Regions from separate parts of the Sus scrofa genome. Here region 1 is linked to region 2. The links are chromatin contacts, called in public HiChIP or PLAC-seq maps. All regions are on one chromosome and are shown on one strand. The core of a region is the stretch at or near the end of the contact, and the rest is flanking DNA. Distances in the headings are between cores, read along the strand shown.

Region 1 (6,762 bases), core at 2,617-5,116, 440 kb after region 2:
AGAAGCATTTTCCACCACCACTCATGGGTTAGCCATTCCTACCCAAAAGGAGTCTTGTCCACACAAGTTCAGAGAAGTGGACAACATATGGATTTAATTTTACTTGAAGAAAACAAAGAAATATATCATTTTCTCACATTTGTAGAATGATAGGGTGATTTTTACACTAATTATAAATGCACATTTACAGTAGAATACAGTCATTGGGCACTGAGGTTTGGGCATTCAGAAGATCTGGATTTAAATCCAGATTCTGTTTTTTATTAGTGATGACATTGGGCTTCATCACCTCGTTGAGCTTCACCCACAAAAGATGGATGATAATGGTACCTGCCTCATAGATAGTGCTCTGCATTAAAGGTGAGAATTAAATTAAGCGATAAATATTAACACACTTAGCGTGGTGTCTGGAACATGGTGAATAGTAAATAAATACTTGTCATTAGTATGCTTCTGGATACCTTTGCAGATCTTTATAGGAAAGCTGAGAAAATCACTGGTCTGGGTAATGAAGATAAATTTCCTCTGCATAGTGACATTGGAGCTGGACCTTGAACAGAATTTAGACACAGAAGGTAGTGAGAGAAGTGGACAAAGGTCATGGGTTGTTCTGGGGGGAAGGTGAGTGCTCTGCCTCCAGGGTGGCACTTAGAGCATCAGTACCCCAAAAGAAGGGTTATAAGACATATTCAACTCTAATTCATATTCCAATCATGTCTTTGAAGCTTGGAAAGATCACAAAGATGTTAGGGTGTTAGCCAAAAGCCTAAGACTGGATACCTGAGAAGAAGGTTTAGCAGAACTGGGGCTGTTTCATAGAAGGAGCGGGAAACAGATTTTGGAAAGGAAACTGCAGTTGAAGCCAAGAGTGTCATCTTTGAAAACTGATTATTATCAGTTGATGTATAAGGAAGATATCTTCCACTTGAATTTCTGAAACTTATTTACCATATTTTAATTGATAATGCTGGATTGACTGGCTATTTGCTAATAAACCCCATGGCACCCATAACTCAAAAATATTCATATCCAGCCCCTCACTAAGCCTACCCCCATCCAGGAAGAATCCCATGCACACAAGCAAGTATCGAGGATGAAAAACAGACAAGCAGGATGAATTGGGCAGCATGACTGGGAACTGTGAAAGAATATTTATGACAATAATTCCTGGCAAAGCATAATAAATCAATGTAATTTTCCTTTTTTTTTAAGTGCAAGTAAATCATGCTTTATGACAATGTTAATAAATTAATATTTTGATGCAAATAACTTGAGGAAATTATGTAACACTACTGTGCTCCAGTTTCTCTATCTTTACTGTCACCGTGTAGGTTATTTTGAGGATTAAACACAGAAATGTAAAGGGATGTCTGGTACAAATCTGGCTTATGATAGCTAGTAGACCACTGTTCATTCTGGTCATATTCAATTTTACTAGAAAGGTCTCTGATTTCTTTTTCTAGGAAGACTGAATGTTTCCTTTGGAAAGCTCGGCTCGTTGCAAATATAAGGTTTTCTTTAGTTACACAGAGTATAATTGGCTACAGGATGACGGCTAGTGCAACAGCCCATGTTTCATTTATTTGCATTTTCCAACAAAGATTTTAGGCCAGTGTAAAGGCATTTTTGGATTCTTTTAAGTCTGCACTTATGAAGTTTGGAGAAAGTATCAGGTGTAGACTTTACAACTTGGTTACTGCATTATATAACAGCTATGAAAAAATAAACTTTTTTGTTTTTTTTTGTTTTTGCTTTTTAGGGCCATACTGGTGGCATACAGAAGTTCCCAGGTGAGGGGTCAAATCGGAGCTACAGCTGCCTGCCTACGCCACAGCTGCAGCAACATAGGATCCAAGCCACATCTTCGATCTGCACCACAGCTCACACCACAGCCCACAGCAATGCCAGATCCTTAACCCTCTGAGCAAGGCCAGGGATTGAACCTGCATCCTCATGGATCCTAGTTGGTTTCGTTAACTGCTGAGCCACAACGGGAACTCCTGGAGAAGTAATCTTCATTCCTCACAGTGTTTCTTTTCTGCTTGGTAACAACGAATGGGATTTAAAACCACGTTAGCAAGGATATGCGAATAACAAGAAAATATCAACATCTGCAGATGTACAGGTTTCTTTAATAAAAACTCAACTTGACATGTATCCATCGTGTTTTTTTTCTGGCTGCACCCACAGCATGCAGAAGTTCTTGAGTCAGGGATCAAACCTGAGCCACAGCAGTGACCATGCTGGATTCTTAACTGCAAGGCCACTGGGGAGCTCCTCATTCATCTCTTAATTCAGATATTCATTCCCATTGTGGTTTTTTTTTTTTTTTGGTCTTTTTGTCTTTTTAGGGCCGCACCCACAGCATATTGAGGTTCCCAGGCTAGGGGTCAAATAGGAGCTGTAGCTGCTGGCCTACGCCACAGCCACAGCAACGCCGGCTCTGAGCCGCATCTGCAACCTACACCAGAGCACATGGCAATGCCAGATCCTTAATCCACTGAGTGAGGCCAGGGACTGAACCCGCAACCTCATGGTTCCTAGTCGGATTCGTTTCAACTGCGCCATGACAGGAACGCCTCCATTGTGTTTATTTAACAAAAATTTATTGAGCATCTATCCTGTGTCATGCAGGAACTAGGTGCTGGGGGTGCAAGGGGCACAAGGTAAATGTGGTAGACCAGATCCCACCCTCCCAGAGCTCCTGGTCCAGCAGAGAAAACAGAGAATAAAATACCAGATTTCTTATGAATGTTATGGGGGGACATGCTGGACCCGATCATATGATTTATTCACTGTCATTCAGACAGGCTTCTTGGAAAAAGTGGTATTAAATTTTGTGCCAGCATGACAAGTAAAAACCAGGCAATTAAGAGGGGATAGATAGCGTGTTCTCTACAGGTCGCTCCCAGAAGTGTGGATGAAAAAGGTAAACTTTTAGAACCTGATCAGTAGTAAACATTTTAATATGGCAACATAATTCCCAAACCCTATCCTCTTCTCCCTCTTCTGTATTTTTCATGTGGCCAGGGACTTCTGGCATGCTGTAGTTGTCCCAGTTATTCCCAATCATTCTCCTCCTCCTGTATCTGTGTTCTTTGTAAAGTGCTTTAATAGCTCCTTATCAAGAAGTGAGGTCTCTTTCCTATGCCCTAAATCTGGCTTGGCTTTGCATCTTCCATTGACCCATCAAATGCAATGGAAGTGACCTTGTATCTGTTCTGAGCCTTAGCCTCAAGAGGCCATGAATGCTTCCACTTGCTTTTTCCAACCCTACTCCACCATGTAAACAAACTTGAGCTAGCCTCTTGGAAAATAAGATACATATGGAAGAAAGCCAAGAGTCCTTAGCCTTTAGCCAGCCAACCCCCAAACACGTTAGAAAGTGCAGCAAGAAATAGCAGGGACACCTACCTGACCCACAGCCAACCATGGGTGCATGAGTGAGCTCAGTCCAGCCCAGAAGAACCATCCACCTGATCTATGGACTAAGAACAAAACCAAGTGAGTGTCATTTTAACTCAATGAGTTTAGCCATTGTGTCAGTTTTGTTCATTTCCCTTAAATGGAAATAATTTATTACCATTATTATTATTATATGAGTTCAGCATTCTCATTGAAAAAAAGTCGAAGAAATAAGTGAAAACCCACTCTCCCATCTTTTGCTCCACCACCCCACTTCTCAAAGCATCGCCTTTGGCTGTTATAGTTTCCTGTGAGGAGCCTGTGTCTTGATGGAGACTATGAGTTCCGTGACATTCATTTTTATTATGCAATAGGAAGTGCAAACCAGTCTGGTAGAATTCAGGTCCCCACTGTCATTCGGGCTTTGCTGTGGGGTATTGACTAACTTCCTGCTTGGCTCCGCAACAGCCGCAGGCAGCTGTGGGCTTTCTGCATCTATGATCCTCCAGGCTGTCATTCTTTACTATTGGCTCAGGCACCAGAACTCAGTTCTCTGCATCTGCTCCTTCCTAGTTCTAATTGGGTACTGGGTTATTCCTCAGGGAATACTGGCCAGCTCGGTTGCTAGATTCTGCTCACTAATTTCACACTCTAGAGTTGAACTCTCCTTTTCTGAATTCTAGTAGTAAACACATAACAGAATTCTCCCTTGGAGAGTCTTTGGAGAGTGGTGTAAGGCATATCCCTAATTGCCTTGCTTTTATTTCTCTGCGGAAAACTAGGACTCCTGGCTGCTAGAATTTGTGTTCACCAGAGAAACAGTTTTATTTGCATTTCTCCTGATACTGGTGTTATGGATTTAAGAAACAACCAGAAAAGGAGAACTTGGTCTTAACCATTTTAAATGGGCAACGTGTGTCTTTCTGGGGTTTGAACATGAACAAGCAGGGTATAAAATTCGGCCAGCTAATTATGAAATGATGGGGGGTGATGCCTCTCGGGTTCCAAGGCAAAAAGCCAGAGCACAGAAACAGACCTTGGAAAGAAGGTGTTCAAAGTGACTGTCATTGTTCTTAACTGAACTCTTCTCTATCCTAGGAGAGGGGTTAGAGGTGGAGAGGCTAGAAACCAGCTATGAGAGAGACTTTGAAATAACCTGTGTGAGTGTGTGTGTGTGTGTGTGTGTGAGAGAGAGAGAGAGAGAGAGAGAGAGAGAAAGAGAGAGAGGTGAACATCTATTTCTTATTGAGGAGGGATGAGAAGGGAGAAATGCCCCCCCCACACTCCCCAATGAAACATCAAGAGAGAGAGACTTTCATGGGACCACATGGAAATCTTGCAATCTTGTGATTTGTTTCTAGTCATTGAAGGGACACCATTTCAAAAAGAAGAAGAAGAAGTACGGGAGGTTAGCTGGATAGCCTAGGGACACAGAGCAGATAACTGCTTGGCAAGTAAGTCTCCAGCCACTGATGACAAGTTGAAGAGGTGAGTAAGGTGTGTTTCCCATGGACTGGATGAGGCCATGGAGAAAAACCTTGGATAGCTGAGGTCACGTGACTGCCCGGAGTGGCAAGGACTCTGCAGGACAGGGCAAGGTCCATCCACAGGAGGACCACTGAGCCAACACCAGATCTTCTGGTGAGAGGTGGCCTTCAGGGTACTCAGGAAAGCACACCAAGAAGAGTGTTCACCTCTCTGTCCTTCCCTGCTATGCCAGAGTGTGAGACACCACAGCCCATGCCAATGCCTAGCAAAAAGACCTTTCCTAGCGCCTCACCTCTCCTTCCTCCTACGTCCACCCTCCTGGGGGCAGACATGGTAGGAACCAAGCAGAGGGTACAGGGCTAAGAACCTGGAGGCAGACAAAGAGAAAGACTCTGTGCCAGGAACAGGCCTAAATGGCCAGGAGAGAAGGGCTTTCTTGAAATAAAGTTCAAAATTATAACTAATGTAAGGAACTAGGCACTTAAAATATTAGTTCAATAAGACTTTCTGTGACTTGAAGGAGCCAAAGGATTTTGAGGTCTTCTGTGTTCAAATTAATAGTTAAATAAATCCACAGGTTAAAAAAAAAAAAAAATCAGACAAACCAGGGAGTCCCTGCTGTGGTACAGTGGGTTAAGGATCTAGTATTGCCACCGCTGTGGTGTAGGTCACAGCTGCAGGTTGGGTTCTGTCCCTGGCCTAGGACCTTTCATATGCCATGGATTCAGAGAGCCAAAAAAAAAAAACCCAGAATCTGATGTAATTACAAAATTTTCTTTAAGATTATTGCAAAGTATATTTAGCCTGAATTATGGAATTTAAGTATATCACCCTTGTTGATTATCTGTCACCCATTTAAAATAGTTCTTTAAGTTTAAATACCATGTGTTAGCTTTTAAAATAAGTGCTGTTTCATTTGATCTTCACAAAAACCCATACAGCTGTAGGTTGGTGTTATGATCTGATTATTTAGATTGCAGCTCACAAGAAATCAATTAAATGGCCCAGGCTCATTGATAAGTAGTAGATTCAAATTAAGAAATGGATTTCAGGAGTTCCCATCATGACTCAGTGGTTAGGGGACCCGACTGGCATCCATGAGGATGTGGGTTCCATCCCTGGCCTTGCTCAGTGGATTAAGGATCCGGAGTTGCTGTGAGCTGTGGTGTAGGTCGCAAACATGGCTTGGGTCCAGCATTGCTGTGGCTCTGGGGTAGGACAGTGGCCACAGTTCTGATTGGACCACTCGTCTGGGAACCTCCATTTGCTGCGGGTGTGGCCCTAAAAGACCAAAAAGAAAAAAAGGGATTTCAGGTTTCTGACCTGTAGTAGAGCTCTCTTCTCATAATTTAATTGGGTTGAGTTTCCCTACTTCCACCTTCATGCTCAATAATTCATTCATCTATTCATCCATACATTCATGCTGCTGTTTTTTTCCAATACAAAGTTATCAAGCACTGAGCATGCTCCAGTAGGGGAGATTGCTATTCATCACAAAAATTAAAAATATAGTTGCAGGAGTTCCCATTGTGGCTCAGCAGGGTTAAGGATGTGACACAGTGTCCATGAGGACTCAGATTCAATCCCTGGCCTCGCTCAGTGGGTTAAGGATCTGGCATTGCCGTGAGCTATGGCATAGGTTGCAGATGCAGCTTGGCTCTGATGTTGCCATGGCTGGTGTTGCATAGGCCTGCAGCTGCAGCTCCAATATGACCCCTAGCCTGGAAACTTCCATTTCCTGGGGGTGCATCTGAAAAAAAAATGTAATTGCAAGCTACAAAACCTCCAAGGAAAATGACACTATGCTTCCTCTTATGGTTGGTGTGTAGCATCCTAATCACTTGAGAACTGATGCTGCAGGTGATTCAG
Region 2 (6,717 bases), core at 1,823-4,322:
GTATTTACAAATTCTGGGTGGCAGATCTGGAAAATTTTATTTATTTTTTTTACAATTAAAATGGGTGCATTTTATTGTATGCGAATTATACCTCAATAAAGCTGATTTTAAAAAAATGTTATCCTGAAACTATTCATTTAGAGTAAATCAGCTCTATTAACTCTCTTCCTTCTCTTTTACCCATTTCCATTGTAGCTATTTCATAATTCTCATAAAACACACCTGAAAAATGGTAGGCAAAAATGCACATGGATATTCCAATAATTCCATTTTCTACTTTTAAGAAGCTATGATCATCTGTTGGCTTAAAGGATGTTTTAATACTTCTTGTCTCTGGTTCTCAAAAGTTAACAACAGGAAAATGTAGCTTATTCCCTATTGCCCTCAAAATGTAAAAAAACAAAGATTATAAATAATAAAGTACTGAACTCAATCACTGGATAAAGTGTAAATAAATTACACTTATTAAAACAGGAGAAAATTTTAGTTTTAAATGGAGGAGAAAAATATAAGTGGAGATATTGTCAATTTGAACATACACCGATGCTGCTTTCTTGAAGAAAAACCCAGAAGGTTTTTTTTTTTTGGTAATAACATGTATTGGATGAAAATGATACTAGCCTGGCAAACTTTTCATGGGCTTAGGTGATTGCCTTCTGAAGAACTTCAAAGTTGGCTTGATTTTTATCCCAGATAAATGTTTTTAGAATTCTGAAAGCTATATAAAGATCAAAGAAAATTCATGTATCTCCACTGAAAAGGCTGAATTCATTTCTCTAATAGTTCTTAGTTTCAGTCACTTTTAATGTGTAAGTATGGTGTGGGAAACCTCATTTCAAAAGAATTTGGAGTTCCTATTGTGGCTCAGTGGATTAAGAACCTGACATGGTATCCATGAGGATGCAGGTTCCATCCCTGGCCTCTCTTAGTGCGTTAAAGTTCTGACATTTCCACAAGCTGTGGCAACCCCTAGGCACCCTCCCTGCCCCTACCCCCCACAAAAGCAAAGAATTCCATTGGTCTTGGGTCTCTGCCTTACATTCTGTCTCCAAGTGTTATTCATGGGTTCTCAGTACTCTTTCAGCCCAATCACTCCTACGGGGGAAAGGTGATCCTTTGCTCACTCCAGTGATGAAGTGAATGCCTCTGTTTAAAATTTGGTAATCTCTTTTTTTATACATCTGTATTTTCCCATATTTTCTTCTCTAATTGCTATGTACTTCCCCCCCCAAATCCAGCTCAATTGTACCTAATCTAGGGCTCTTTTGTTGCCCCTAATGAATGAACTTTCCTAACTGTTTTATTGGCATCCTCTCCATCTCCTTGGAGAAGGAGGGCTTCTTACCTGAAGGCCTTAGGGACTGCTGGGCACAGGACACTTGACACCAGGCAGATGAAACTGAGAGCAGTTTAATAGTCACATATACTCACAGCCCCCAGGAGAAGGACAAAAGTCACCATAGAGGGCCATGTGATCATTGCCTTTGGGAACAGAGTGAACCTGGGGAGGTTGTGGGGGTGGGCTCTGCAATGGCAGGAGAGTGGGGTACCTGGTGCCTCTGGGGGTGTGATTGGCTTGTCTGAACAATTGTGGGGGCTGGCAGAGATGTGAAACTATGAAATTTAGGACACAGGGGAGTGCAGCTTGCCCTGCAGGTAGAGGGATAGTGGGTGTTCTCTTTCATATTGGGTGCGGGGCGTTTCTGGCTTCAAGAGAACATATCTTGGTCTGGTCTTTGGGCCCCTGTGGGGCTCAAAGCTGTTTAAGAAGCACTTGAAATTTTAGGTCTTCCAACGCACCAACCTCATCCTTCCATTTAAAGACTTGATTTCATACTTGATCGTTCTAACACATCCCATAAAATTGGGCATGTGGTGCTATGTTGCCCTGCAGTTGCTGGCTGGCCATTTTGTGAACTTAACCTAGTCTCTCAATTATATTGTAAAACTGGGAGACAGAGACAGTTTTTCTTATGGCTTTTCTGCATCCCACCCTAATCTTCTTTTTCACCTATACTTTATGTGTGCATATGTGCATATTGAATAGTTCCCTGGGGCTGCCAAGACAAATTGCCACAAACTGGGTGGCCTAAAGCAACAGAAATTTATCCTCTTAGAGTTCTAGAGGCCAAAGGTCTGAAATCAAGGTGTCCCAGGGCCAAGTGCTCTCTGAAGGGTTCAAGGAAGTATCTCTCCTTTGCCTTTTCTAGCTTCTGGTGGTTGCCAGAGATGTGCGGTATCCCCTGTCTTGTGGCAGCATAACTCCAGTCTCTGCCTTCTTCCCTCTTTGTGTGTCTCTGCATTTCTTCCTTATAAGAGCACTAGTCATTGTGTTTAGGGACCATCTTAATCCAGTATGACCTCATCTTACGTTGATTCCATCTGTAGTCTTTTCACGTAAGGTCTCAGTTACAGGTATTGAGGGTGAGGACTTCAGGGCGCCCTTTTGGGGGAACACAATTCAACCCACGACACATACATTAGAAAATATATGCAGGGAGTTCCCGTCGTGGCTCAGTGGTTAATGAATCCGACTAGGAACCACGAGGTTGCGGGTTTGGTCCCTGCCCTTGCTCAGTGGGTTAAGGATCCAGTGTTGCCGTGAGCTGTGGTGTAGGTTGCAGACGCGGCTCGGATCCCGCATTGCTGTGGCTCCGGCGTAGGCTGGTGGCTACAGCTCTGATTCGACCCCTAGCCTGGGAAACTCCATATGCCGCGGGAGCGGCCCAAGAAATAGCAAAAAGACAAAAAAAAAGAGAAAATATATGCATGTTGCATATGGGTATACACACTCCTGAGAAATTCCTGGAAATGATTTGTCCACGATTATATAAAAAGGCCCAGGGGTCAGCAGGAAGAGACCTCAGTCCTCAGGACTCCCATCTATGTTCTCATTGTCAATGGCTCAAAACAAATAAGGCATCTCAGTGTGCCTGGGGGCACAACTGACTTCTCAGACAATGTAACATCTATCTAACGCTTATGCAATTGTTTATGAGGTTAAAGTGCTGTTTCAACACAAGCCAATTCTTGAGAAGTTACTTAAATTTGTAGGAAAGGAAGGCAGAAATATCTGTGGTGGTTTTAGCTTGTGGTTTTGCCTCTAGCAAAAGACATATGGTCTGGGAGGGTGGGACACATGGCTGTTTCCCCTTTGTGATTAGCAGTGATTTTCACATTCCCTTCAAGGTTAGGGAAACCACCTGCATTAATGGCTTAAGCTTCTCCATCATGGAGGAAGTCTTCAAGTCCTGGCTGTTTCCACCTGCCATGGAAGGCGGGGTGCACCCTTAGGCTTATTTCCCTGAGCAAAAGTGAAAGGTAAAATGAACAAGGAAGAGTCAAAGGGGAATTTACGGTAGACTCAGCAATTGTAGTAAGTATCACATTTAGCAAAATATCATTTTTTAATTCTCCTCCTCTCCAAAGATTGCTTTTTTGAGGTGTAACAGAAAGATTGAACCCAGAGAAGACACGTTGCCTCTGTCATTCAAGCCAGTTTAGCTGAGAAAGATTTTCAGATACATCTCTTTTGTGGTCTTTAGCATTGGGCAAGGATTAGGATGGAACCACCTAAGATGAATTAAAAAAAAAAATAGTTGCTAAGTGTTTTTGGCTCTTGCTGTGTTTCTTAAAACCAAAGAATATTCCAGATCAATTTTATTGATAAGTATACGAAGTCGTTTGGAATCTGGTACTATTATTTAATAACATAGCTGGCGATGGCGTTGGACATATTTGATAACGCTCATAAAGCTGGAGCACATGACAGGAAATTGGAGGAAGAGGTCAAGAGTAAAGAGTTTCCTTACATGGCTGGCCACCAGCTCTTCCCGTTGGTCTTGGTCAAATCAATGTAAATAATGAACATCACAGAAGCTTTTTCACTTGATCTCTCATATTATATACTCCTTGGCATGACTGTCTAGATTCCCACTGGAATCCCAGAAATCAGGAATCCCAGAGTAGGAAGAGCAGAGACTCACTCTTCGGGCAATCTAAGAGTGAAGAATTATCTGGGCCCCTTGACTTTATTTATTTATTTTGTCTTTTTGTCTTTTTCTAGGGCTGTTCCCACGGCATATGGAAATTCCCAGGCTAGGGGTCTAATCAGAGCTGTAGCCACCGGCCAATGCGGGATTGGAGCCGCGTCTGAAACCTACACCATAGCTCGTGGCAACACCGGATCCTCAACCCACTGAGCGATGCCAGGGACCAAACCCTCAACCTCATGGTTCCTAGTCGGATTCGTTAACCACTGCGCCACGCCGGGAACTCCATGGGCCACTTGACTTTATTACTGCTGTGTCTGATAGGAATGAGGTCCGTGGAGGGAGGGTTTAGGGTTTCAGCACCCTGGCTCTGAAGATACTCTGACAGAGTCAAATCCCGTTTCGGCAATTTACCGGCTCTGTGATCCTGGGCAAGTAAGTGTGTTCGAGAAATCTGTGTCTAATCATCTGATGGGAAAAATAGAGAGCTGTCAGATTTAAGCAAATAAAAATACGGAACACTCCATCGAATTCGAATTCACATAAACAATGAGTTTTTTTAGTGTATGCCTCAGATACTGCATGGCGTGTTATGTTCAAATTTAACAGGGCGTCCTGGATTTTATCTGACAATCTGAGGAAAATAAGCACACCTACCTCATAAGGCTCTTTTTAGGTTAAATGTGATGAGGGTGAAAAGCATTTAACATGATGCCTATGGCTTAGTACAGTCAAGTTATCATTGCTCCTAATTGCAACTACTATTTCATATTAGCTGTTAGGTTGGACATTTTTGTATCATATCATAGAACTTCACAATTCTGTTGAATGAAGGTTAACTGCCCAATTTATAATGGGATAAATATGGATTAAAAACTTTGAAATTTGTACATCTACTCTATACCTGGGTTCAGGAGCTGGGATCGTTCAAGTATATCATGTTACTTTGTTTTAGATTTCAGCCTAAAAGCTTCTAAATTTCACTGATGTGTAGTGTTCCAGCTTAATGGGATACAGTGTATCGTAAATTATTTGGTGTCTTTAAATACTTTTACTGCTCCTTCCCCTTTCCCTGAATGACTATATAAGAATATGATCGAAGGCAGAGAGAGGTCTACTCAGGAAATGCAACCACCCTTTCTGAAAACTCCTATTATGGTCTCTGACCCTCCTATGAATTCAAAAGAGTGGGAAAAAAACGGAGAATGATGATTGCAGCACTTTTTAGTTTGCATCAAAAAAATCATTCACTGGGGGAGCTCCCATCATGGCGCGGCAGAAAGGAATCCAACTAGGAACCATGAGGTTGTGGGTTTGATCCCTGTCCTTGCTCAATGGGTTAAGGATCCTGTGTTGCCATGAGCTGTAGCGTAGGTCGCAGACGTGGCTCAGATCCCGCGTTGCTGTGGCTGTGGCGTAGGCCGGCAACTGCAGCTCTGATTGGATCCCTAGCCCAGGAACCTCTACGTGCTGTGGGTGGGGCCATAAAAAAAAAAATCATTCACTGGATGTTTTGTGAATCAAAATAGAAGGTCTTATGATGTCATATTTAGATGTAAATTTGAGGAATATTTATAAATTATATGGGGAGCCTGTGGAGACTGGGCAAAAGGAATAAAGGAATTCTTAATAAGAGCCTTCAGTGCATGCTCCTTGGCAGGGTGGTGGTGAGGCACTGGTGAAGGAGCTGTTAGAAACAGGGCTTGGTACCGACTGGACACTGATGCTATTTGGTTGCTTTAATGAAAGGGGCTTCAAATCTTAATTCACTTACTGTGAGATAACTAAGAGCTCATCTCTGAAAAAAGGATGACTGCATCAGCAAAAAGAGGCCATTACCTACAACCTTTCCTGTAAAGGGCTTGAATCATCTGTGGAGACAAATTCCTTTTCATTCCCGAGAAGATTAATATGGAGACTGTGTCAGGGTGACTGAGAGAAGGTTTCACTCATGCCGTCTGAAGCCTACTTCTCCTAAGAATAAGAGTGGGGCCTCGCAACAGATTTGGAAAAGGAGAAAGCATTGTTTGGAAGGCACCAAAGCGGGTCTACGCCCATCACATCTTATCTGATTATGTGATGCATTATGCTGAGTTATGCAAGGAATGACTAAAGTTCAGAAGGTGAGTTTTCACATGTGCTCTGTATAATGATACTCAAGGCTGGAGTATCACCTCCCTCCTGGGTCATTGACACCTTGGTTAACTTTTCAGAATATTTTCTTTAAAGCCAGATTGTAAGACTTTTTTTTTTTTTTTTTTTTGTGGTCTAAATGCTGTGATTCACACATCTTCTGCTGCTCCCAGCATCTGTCATAGTGGAAGGCATGAAGTAATTTCCCACTAAATTCAGATTCATTAATAAGATGAGGCATTTCTGAATCAATCCCCTATGCAGCTTTCTTTGCCTGGAGCTTCGCAGAAAGTTATTTCTGATGTGACTGGTAGTCTGAGTCTTTTCTGAGGATGGAGTGTGACTGAAAGAAGGTAAACCATCTATAAAATATGACAAAAGACATTGAGGAGTGCCTGAATTCTCTTTGTAATGTAATTATTGCTAATATTGCCGCCCCTTCTCTCTTGAAGACCCACTCAGCCCTAATATTTGTTTTATTTTTATTTATTTATTTTTGTCTTTTTGACTTTTTAGGGCCACACTCATGGTGTATGGAGGTTCCCAGGCTAGGGGTCCAATCAGAGCTGTAGCCGCTAGCCTACAACACAGC

What was found. HiChIP or PLAC-seq counts read pairs in DNA pulled down with a chosen protein or histone mark.
Region 1: a contact with region 2 is called in an H3K27ac HiChIP or PLAC-seq map of alveolar macrophages. The contact joins two enhancer-like sites. A contact is called at or near these places in 1 of 5 promoter capture datasets (liver), 18 of 47 Hi-C or Micro-C datasets (alveolar macrophages, brain, embryonic fibroblasts and 12 more) and 1 of 2 datasets of contacts at active chromatin or transcription factors (alveolar macrophages).

Annotation. Positions count from the first base shown.
Region 1 is chr15:127,227,220-127,233,981 of Sscrofa11.1, forward strand. The region is part of intron 6 of NYAP2 (neuronal tyrosine-phosphorylated phosphoinositide-3-kinase adapter 2); the gene reads left to right. Among named protein-coding and RNA genes, the nearest start is that of NYAP2, 200 kb to the left of the region's middle. Within about 2 kb of position 3,867, at least 3 of the 83 cell types and tissues checked have an H3K27ac peak or open chromatin away from gene starts, as enhancers often do. A contact at or near this core is called in alveolar macrophages, where this site is marked.
Region 2 is chr15:126,790,354-126,797,070 of Sscrofa11.1, forward strand. No RefSeq gene overlaps it. Among named protein-coding and RNA genes, the nearest start is that of DOCK10, 82 kb to the left of the region's middle. Within about 2 kb of position 3,073, at least 1 of the 83 cell types and tissues checked has an H3K27ac peak or open chromatin away from gene starts, as enhancers often do. A contact at or near this core is called in alveolar macrophages, where this site is marked.